Regions from separate parts of the Sus scrofa genome. Here region 2 is linked to region 1. Evidence: chromatin contacts called from public HiChIP or PLAC-seq data. All regions are on one chromosome and are shown on one strand. The core of a region is the stretch at or near the end of the contact, and the rest is flanking DNA. Distances in the headings are between cores, read along the strand shown. Region 1 holds the start of CHUK (conserved helix-loop-helix ubiquitous kinase). Region 2 holds the start of CWF19L1 (CWF19-like protein 1).

What was found. HiChIP or PLAC-seq counts read pairs in DNA pulled down with a chosen protein or histone mark.
Region 2: an H3K27ac HiChIP or PLAC-seq map of alveolar macrophages shows a contact between it and region 1. The contact joins the promoter of CWF19L1 here to the promoter of CHUK in region 1. A contact is called at or near these places in 5 of 47 Hi-C or Micro-C datasets (heart right ventricle, liver and skeletal muscle) and 2 of 2 datasets of contacts at active chromatin or transcription factors (alveolar macrophages and skeletal muscle).

What each region holds. Positions count from the first base shown.
Region 1 is chr14:111,348,999-111,353,770 of Sscrofa11.1, forward strand. CHUK (conserved helix-loop-helix ubiquitous kinase) reads right to left here and starts at 2,671. Exons shown (of 18, transcript NM_001114279.1): 1 at 2,567-2,671. The coding sequence starts at 2,671.
Region 2 is chr14:111,386,377-111,391,148 of Sscrofa11.1, forward strand. It overlaps CWF19L1 (CWF19-like protein 1), which reads right to left and starts at 2,533. Exons shown (of 14, transcript XM_001929531.7): 1 at 1,264-2,533. The coding sequence starts at 1,286. BLOC1S2 (biogenesis of lysosome-related organelles complex 1 subunit 2) reads right to left here. Exons shown (of 6, transcript XM_001929529.5): 6 at 4,707-4,772.

The DNA of each region.
Region 1 (4,772 bases), core at 1,421-3,920:
AATCAGCTGAATAAAACATCTCACATCCTTTTCTCTTTCTCATTGTGATTTAATAAGTATAGGATGTATTAGGATGTGTTAGGATGTGGCTTCCACCAAAACACAAGGATGCTGAAAGCTGTAAATGCAAAGCTGTAAATGAGAAAGTAATGATGCTGCTTCCAAGTCTTACGATAGAGTATTTCTTCTCTTCTCACTACAAGTCCAGTTATCAAATGTGCCAGTTCTGAGGAAGGGCCACTACACACATTTGGGAAATTCCTGAGAAAGCTCTAAGATTCTAGAGGAACCCAAATCTATTTAAAAAGTGATAAATTCCATAGAGACAGAAAGTAGAATGGTGCTTGCCAGGGGCTGAGGGGAGGAGAAAATATAAGGTTATTGTTTAAAGGGTACAAAGTTTCAATTTAGGAAGATAAAAAGTTCTGGAAATAAATGGTGATGACTGTTGCACAACAATGTAAACAATGCCACTGAACTGTACACTTAAAAATGGTTTAAATGGTAAATGTTATGTTCTATATACTTTACCACAATTTGTTAAAAGACTGATGTATTCATCCATCCTCCACTAGAGACTAAGCAAAACACTCACACAAAGCATGCTAACATGCATACGTTTTTTCCTTATGTCCAAGGCTGATGTGCAGGTTTGGATAACAAAGCCACAGGCAACATTCTGTTGGAAGTACTTGGCTCCTCTTTACTCTCTGAGTATCCTATGGTGAAAATTATTCCATTTACTACTTGTCTGGCTGTCAAAGTATTTAATGACCTAGTCCTTCAGCCTCCTTTCTCTCTCACTCCAAAACTCCCTCCTATGCTCTATCTAGAAACCTGCTTCACAAAATTTCCCCAGTTATAAGAGTTACATTTGTCACTTTAACTGCCATACAAACAAGCCTAGTCCTTCCAGGTAGACCCCCATCTACCCTACCTCCCACCCTATACTGTATGCTCTCTCTCACACCCATATTCTTTAAGACAGCACATCATGATTTCTCCTCTTGAACCTACTTCTTAATTCACAGCCCAAAGTACACCGTTTCTGTAACATCTTAACTGTTTATCCTGTTCTATGTTCTCTTAACTGTTTATCCTGTTCTATATGTTCTCCCACACAGAACAAAAAATCTTTGAGATCACTACTTTTACCTTGACCTTCCCTTTTTGAATATCAATTAATGATGATGAATATGAAGACAAAGCAACAACACAGCAGCAGTAGGAGCTAACATGTGAGCTTACCATGGGCCAGGTATTCTATTTAACTTTATATACATTATTATCTTATTTAACTTTTGGAGTTCCCGTAGTGGCACAGCGGAAACAAATCCGAATAGGAACCATGAGGTTGCGGGTTCGATCCCTGGCCTCGCTCAGTGGATTAAGGATCCAGCATTGCCGTGAGCTGTGGTGTAGCTTGCAGAGGCAACTCAGATCCCACATTGCTGTGGCTCTGACTTAGGCCGGCAGTAACAGCTCTGATTAGACCCCTAGCCTGAGAACCTCCATATGCCATGGGTGCAGCCCTAAAAAGACAAAAAACAAAACAAAAAACAAACAAAAAAACCCTTTCAAACAGACCCATGATGTCTAATACATTATTATAACCATTTGGTGACAAAAAAAAAGCTATACTGCAGGGATTATTATTCCCAAGTCTACACATCTGTCGTAGTCCTTCAGGAGAGTCTATCAAAATCCTTCAGGAGAGCACAGACCCCCTTAAATGTCAATGCATAAGGTTGTGTGGATGTGCATCTGTGCATCCAGCTAAGGAAAGGTTTCATAGCTTTTATCGGTATATCAAAAGGTTAGCTCAAAAATGATTATTAGCTGCTGGTTAAACATTTTCAATGAAATCAAACTACAATTCCCAAGACTGATGTTAGCTGTCTTCCACCAGTTACAGCACCTCATCCCCAATCTATCTCCTTCCCTCGCGAAGCCATGATCATTTTCACCAGCTGATCCTCATAGGGTTCCCTACCCTGGAAAGCATCCCAATTCCAAAGCCTACCCAATGCGCCCCAAAACTTAACTGTGGACCCACCATGACACCACCCTTGTCTACTCCAGACCCTACTGACGCCACATGTTCTCCAAACACATACACGAACACACACATTCCAATAGGCAGCCCCTTCTTCCGCCCCATCTTCTTACCCTGTTGTGCCCACAATACACACCCTGATTGAGGTGTGTCTGCCTCACACACTCTACCTCTACATTCAGAGGGACACATACCCCCGTCACACTCAGAAAACTCTTTGTCAGATCTTGACAATCATAACAAAAGTTCCCCCAATAGCTCCTTCTCACACACACTGACCAAGACCTCAGACACAACCTCAAACTCAGTCACCGGATTCACAAACGCAATCTCTCCTCGCCCTCAAATCCTTTCTCTCCCTCTCCCTCTCTCTCACCCACACACACACAGGCTCAGTGGCCAACAATACTGCCCCAGGTATCAGCGGCAACCTCACATATTGACAGTCACCGTGTTCCACAGGCGCTCTGACAAACACCCACAGCCGCTCCCCCGCGAGCACCGCCTCACCCGATGTTGATACAAGCAGACGTTCCCGAAGCCGCCAGTGCCCAGCCGCTCCCGCATCTCCCAGGGCCCGCCCGCGCCCGGCCGCAGCCCCGGGGGCCGCTCCATGGGGCGGGAGGGCAAGCGGCCTTCGGTTCCGCCACAGTTCCAAGGCCGGTTCCGGGCAGCCGCGGATCGCGCGTCTTTCCTCTCGCGAGAGGCCTGCGTCACTTCCGTTAACTGCTGCCGGAAAAGCCCCGCCCCAAGTCCTCTGGGGACTGTTGGGACGCTGCCGGCGAAATGAGAGAGGAGTGCTTTCTACCCGCTGTAAATTCCCTGGACGTTTTTCTGGCGAGGGAACTCAGTTGTCTTTACAGTGTTCAAGAATATAAGACCTCTCCAAACCCTAGATTCCTTTTAAATCACTTTCCAAACCAGTCTCTCCCATATTCATCTTTCTAAACTTCCCATCGTCTCCACCCCTATTTACACTTAACCTCTCTTCAGACCTCTGCCATCTGCCCTCCAGCGTCAGCACCCGCTGAGCTGGCACTGGCAAAGCTACCAAGGATTTAAATATTGTGAAATCTGAAGAACTAGAAAGAATCCTGCACTAACAGGCCCACTGATGCACCAGGCTTCAGAGTTCTCCCCCCGCCCCCCACCTCCCAAAATGATTAATCATCTTCCTTCGACAGTCAGGCTCAGCTCTTCTTTTGCTTGACTTCCTATACATCGGTTCCAGGATCTCGCTTGTAACCCCAAACTCAAGGATGTGACACTGTTCTAGAGTAAAGAATGCTCCTCCTGACTTCGGAAGCTTTTCCCCAAATGCCTCACGGAGCTTGCTGTCAGGCACAGCTCCAGTTATGGGTTTGCCAGCAGGGTTGTTCCTCACTGTGGGGATTGTTTCTGATGCGCCAGGCGGGGATGCAGAGGCAAGCTTGGGGATGCTGTTAGTGCAACAAGAAGCGCTTCCAAATGGTAGGTGGCCTTAGAATAGCGGAACCATCTCGTTTTCGCTTTAAGTCTGTTCTAAGCTTCATGGAACTTACCAAGCTCAATTACTTCAAGTATAACATCAGCATGGAATCAAATTCTCTGAAAAAATATGTCAGCTGTGTTAAGCAGTCATTTGATCCTCCTGAGATTATGTGCACCTGAATCATCATTTGTGTACCCCGGTCTATGACTACTTAGAATTCCAGCTAACAATTGTGACACATGACTGTGCAGCAACAGACATAGCATGTTGAGACTTACAAAGGTGGATGCAGCATGTGCACCACAGCACTGCTGCCGGGTGCTTTGAAAGCTCTGGCTGGGCTTTGACAGCATATGTCCACTATCCCCAGAATCCCTAACTACTGCAAACAGAATGTTGAAATCTGTATGATACAAACCATGTTGTACTATAGGTCATAAGTAATCTGTGTGTGTTGTAGTTTCCCACATGTGCTAGGTAGCCATGGAACTGGAGCATCAGACTTGGAGGTGGCAAATAGTTCCTCCAAGAGCATGTCCCTTAGAGCTAGAGGACTACACATGTGATTGTGGCAGATTATTCTAATAGCACAAAACCCTTATTTGCTAGGTGTATAGTGGAGTGTATCTGATTTCCAGAGGTGGGGCCAAAATCTCATAATTCTCACTTGGAAGAGCTAGGAAGGAATGCAGAGGACCTGAAGACACTGAAGTGGCCATCTTTGCAGGAAATGGCTTGTTTCCCATAGTTTACTTTTTGAGGCTTCTTCTGAATTGAAAAAAAGATAAAAAAAAAAAAATCCTGGCTGACTGACTTCAAGCTCCACAATCTTCAGGTCTGTCAGTTTGTCTTGTGTAAAATGTAGGTAATAAGGAGTTCCCTGGTGGCTCAAAGGTTTAGGAACGAGTGGCATTACTGCTGCAGCGCATATTTCTGCTGTGGCACGGTTGGTTTGATCCCTAGAATTTCCACATGCCATGGGTGCAACCAAGACAAAAAAGAAATAAATGAAATGGAGGTAATAATACCTAGCTCATATTTTATGAAGATTAAGTAAAACAATGTCTGGGCCATAAGTGCCCAATATTTAGGAGCAATTATTTTTCTTTTTTTGCTTTTCAGGGCCACACCTGCGGCATATGGAAGTTCCCAGGCTAGGGGTCAAATCGGAGCTACAGCTGCCAGTCTACACCACAGCCACAGCAACGCCAGATCCAAGCTGCCTCTGTGACCTACACCAAGCTC
Region 2 (4,772 bases), core at 1,283-3,782, 37 kb after region 1:
CCTGCACTTCCTCTCTCATAGCAGTTGTCACATGGAATTACAACTGTTTTGGGGAGAGCCATTGCCTGGTTGTACATCGTAAGACACATCTCAAAATTCATCATCTTCTCATCTGGACCTGTTTCCCATGTTTCCCATTCCACTGAAGAAAGAAATCTAGGACCAGGACAGTACTGACTGCTCACTCATAACCAAACCATCTCTAAACCCTGTTGATGTCCTCTCCTTTTTTCTTTTCTTTTTTATTTATTTATTTATTTTACTGCACCCATGCATAAGTTCCCCAGCCAGAGATAGAAACTCGTGTCACAGAAGTGACCCCAACAGTAGTGACAACGCCGGATCCTTAACCTGCTAGGCCACCAGGGAACTCTGATGTCTTATGCTTAAGAAACTCGAATCCTGACACTTTTCCACTGTCGTCACTCTACCTAACCCTAGCTGTCTTCTACTTTGGCTCTACTTGTTCCTCACATTACAGCCAGAATTGCTTTCCAAAACGAAAATCTGATCATGCCAAGACATTCTTAAACATTGCAATGGCATTTTTAGGATAAGGACAAAACTATTAACCAAGGTTCAATCATCATTTCCTTGATGCCTCACCTTAAGCTAAATATCCTATATACACCCTCCCAGAATCATGAACATTTTCCTCCCAACATTTATCAGGACTGTAATTCAACATGTTTCTGGATTCTCTGATACCCTTTCCTCTAAACTATAAGATCCATCAGGGCAGGAACTCCATCTATGCAATGTCTAGCACAGGACCTGGCACACTGCAACTGCTCAGTGAATACTGTTGAATGAATGGATGAATAAAGCCCTCTCCTCACCACCCCGTCAAAAAGCGCGCCAAGGCACAGGCCCTATTTCTCTCTCCTGTCCATCACGGCCCAGGGCCCTTCAATAAACCCCATGCCTACAATTTTTAGTTAATAAATATAGGGTGGGGAGAAATGATGAGGAAATGTCAGAGGCCAGGACGGCCTAACACGGAGGAGGCCTGACGCTGGGAGCTTCCGCCTATCCCAGCTAGGGCTGCCAAGAGTTCTTTTCGGAAGCGAAAATGGCCTGGAAAAGAGGCCGGCCCCGGCCAGGAAAAGACGCGATCGCATCTCACCAGCCAATGTCCGGATCCCACTCCTTCCCCTTTCCCTCCACCCTTTCCGTTCTGAGAAAAATCGGTAGAGACACACACACACACACACACACACACGCACACAGGCACACAGACGCTTCAGACTCAGGGACACTCACAGGCGCAGCGGTTTCTGAGCCATTCGCCCTAATAACCTGGTTACAACGACCTGCTTCAGCGAACGCACGCTCCTCCGGGAAATGAAATGCAGTCACACAGCAGTAAGCCGTCTGCACGCCCAGCCAATGAAAGCTCAGTTACCTACGGAGAGCGCAGAGGGACAGAAGCCTCTCTCAGGTCGTTTTGCCTCGAGGAGGAATCCACCAAAAGAGTGAAGGAGGAAGAGGGACTGACTAAAAGCATTCCGATTGTAACTTATTTTGGGGCAGTTGAAATTATTGAGCTGCTAAAAAGCTCCTGGCACAACAATGGCCCCAACCTAACCATGTTACTCTCGTGGGAAAGACAGACTTCTTCCACACGTGATCTTTGTAAGTTTCAAACTTAACAAAATGTCAAAAGAATAATGGCCATCGCCTGTATTCATAAGTGTCAACAAGTTGACAGATTTATTCTTCCCTCCCCGTTCTGTCCTTTGGAGTGCATAGCACTTTTATTGTCAGGGTCACTTGAAAGTAAATTGAAAACAGCAGGAGTATCTCAGCATGTATTACCTAAGAATAAGGACATCCTCTGACACAAAGGTAACACCATTAATACACCTAAAAAAATAAGCATTAGTTCAATAATATTCACCTAACACACATTTATATTTAAAAGTTCTTTTGTTCCCCCCAAATTTATTTTATACCTTTATTTGTTTTAAGATCCAATCAAATTTCTCACTAGGATTCTACTCTATCTTGTCTCTTTTAATCCACAGTAGCCGCCCCCTCACTCCGCCTCTAACTTTTTAGTTTGTTTTTCATGACATCGGCTTTTTCTGAGAATTCAGACCAATTGGTAGGTGACAACAGTTAAGGAGATGGAAACAAAGGAGAGTTCCTGACAATTGAGGGGCATGGAAGACTCACCATGGGCAGCCAAGCAATTAAAAATGAACTAAAATTTAAAATAAGTTCAGGGAGAACAAATTTCTGGTTTTCCTCACAACTACTACTATGCTTTTTTGGGAAAAATCAAGTTAACTCTCCCATAAATTCTGATGCCCCTGTACTGCTGGCATGCTAAAGATGTAATTTTTTCTACTTTGGGGGTAATATAGCACAGCCCAGGAGTGGAGATGAAAACTGAATCCTGAAGAAGACTAATAGCTTGTCAAACATGGGCAGGTAATAATTTCAGGAAGAGAAAATAACAGTAACATATGAAAACTCATCCATGGGATTGTTATATTTATTATTATTATTGTTATTATTATTTAGGGCCGCACTCGAGGCATATGGAGATTCCCAGGCTGGGGGTCAAATCGCAGCTACAGCTGCTGGCCTACACCATAGCCACAGCAATGCAGGATCTAAACAGCATCTGTGACCTACACCACAGCTTAACCCATTGAGCAAGGCCAGGGATCGAACACACAACCTCATGGTTCCTAGTCAGATTCGTTTCCACTGAGCCACGATGGGAATTCCAAAAATTTTAACATATATGGAATTCTGTGTTATCTTTACAATTTTCCAGCAAATCTAAATCTATTATAAAATAGAAAGTTTATGAAAAACAATTCATCCATGAGAATTTAAGTTTGTTCAAGATGGCTGAATACAGCATTAAGTGTCAGAGTAATACGAAATAATATTGCATGCATGCTAAGAAATCTGGCTTTAGGAAACATTCTTCTCAAGCGCACATGAAACAAGCAATCGTCATGCGTTAGGCTACAAGTCTTAATAAATTCAAGAAGACAGAAATTACATCAAGTATCTGTTCTGAGCACAATGGCATGAAACTAGCCTCTGGTAATAGGAGGAAAATTGGAAATTCACAAACTCGTGGAAATTAAATAACACTCTTGAACAACCAATGGGCAAACAAAAAAGAAAATCTTGAGACAAATGAAAATGGAAACATAACAAACCAAAATGTATGGATGAAGAAAGAGCAGTTGTAAAAGGAAAATATATAGCTATAAATGACTACATCAAGAAAAAAGAGATCTCAAACTAACCTAACGTTATACCTCAAGAAACTAGAAAAAGAATAAACTAAGCCCAAAGCTAGCAGAAGGGAGGAAATAATAAAGATTAGAACAGAAATAAATGAAATAGAGAACAATAGAAAAGTTTCATCAGAAACTAAGAATTGGCTTTGGAAAAGATAAAATTGACAAAGCTTTAGTTTAACTAACCAAGACACAGATAGGACTCAAATAAAATTATAAATTAAAGGAAGACCACAGAAATGCAAAGAATCATGAGACTATATGAGCAATTATCTGCCAACAAACTGGACAACCTGTAAGAAATGGATACATTCCTAGAAACACATAACCCACCAAGCCTGAGTCATGAAGAAATGGAAAATCTGAACAAATCAATAATGGGTGGAGTTCCCATTGTGGCTCAGTGGTAACAAACCCAACTAGTATCCATGAGAATGCAGGTTTGATCCCTGGCCTTGCTTGGTTGGTTAAGTATCCAGTGTTGCTGTGAGCTGTGGTGTAGGTCACAGATGCGGCTTGGATCCTGCATTGCTGTGGCTGTGGCACAGGCCAGCAGCTGCAACTCCAATTTGACCTCTGGTGGGAACTTCCATATGCCACAGGTGCGGCCCTAAAAAGAAAAAACAAAAAAAAAGAAAGAAAGAGGGAGTTCCCTTTGTGGCTCAGCAGGTTAAGAACCCAACTATTATCCATGAGGATGTAAACTCAATCCCAGCCTCCCTCAGTGGGTTAAGGATCTGGCATTACCACAGGCTGCAGTGTAGGTCATAGGTGTGGCTCAGCTCCTGCATTGTTGTGGCTATGGCGTAGGCCACAGCTGGAGCTCTGATTCAACCCCTAGCCTGGGAACTTCCATATGGCACAGGTGGTGCTGCAAATAAAAAAAGAAAGAAACAAAGGGAATTACAGTAGACTAGTCCATCCTCAGAAAAAAGAAAGCAATATGAAATATTTATTAAAATTATGGTTTCTAAGTTTTAAAAAAGTCTGGCTTTTTCAAAGAGGCCATCAGAAATCATGAAAAGATTCTTTTTTTTCTTATTTATTTATTCATCATGAAAGGATTCTAAGCGGTGGGAGTAATGTGGCCAGTTTACATTTTAGAAAGATAGGTCTGTCAGTGTGGACAGAGGGTTGGAAGGATAGTTATGATGAGAAAAGACCATAGCGACAGGCAGAGAAGCAGAGAATAAAGGATGGTGGGCTAGAACATAACTGGTAGGAAATGACAGAAACAAAGTTAAGAACTCTTTCAGAGATGGAATTGGGGACCTCGGGCACCTCCCTAACTGCTAACACCCAACTCTGGATATGGTTGCCTATCTTCCAAATTAGACTGGTCAGTCGGTATCCTCCATCCACTGACATCTTTAATCTGAAACGAAGCCAATCAGGTCCACAGGAGCTCCCCTGATTCTACAGACACAAGCAGGAAGATATTTTATAAAACCGTTTATTTAATGAGCAGCAGCCCAACTGGCAGCCCTACCTCCCCACCTAACA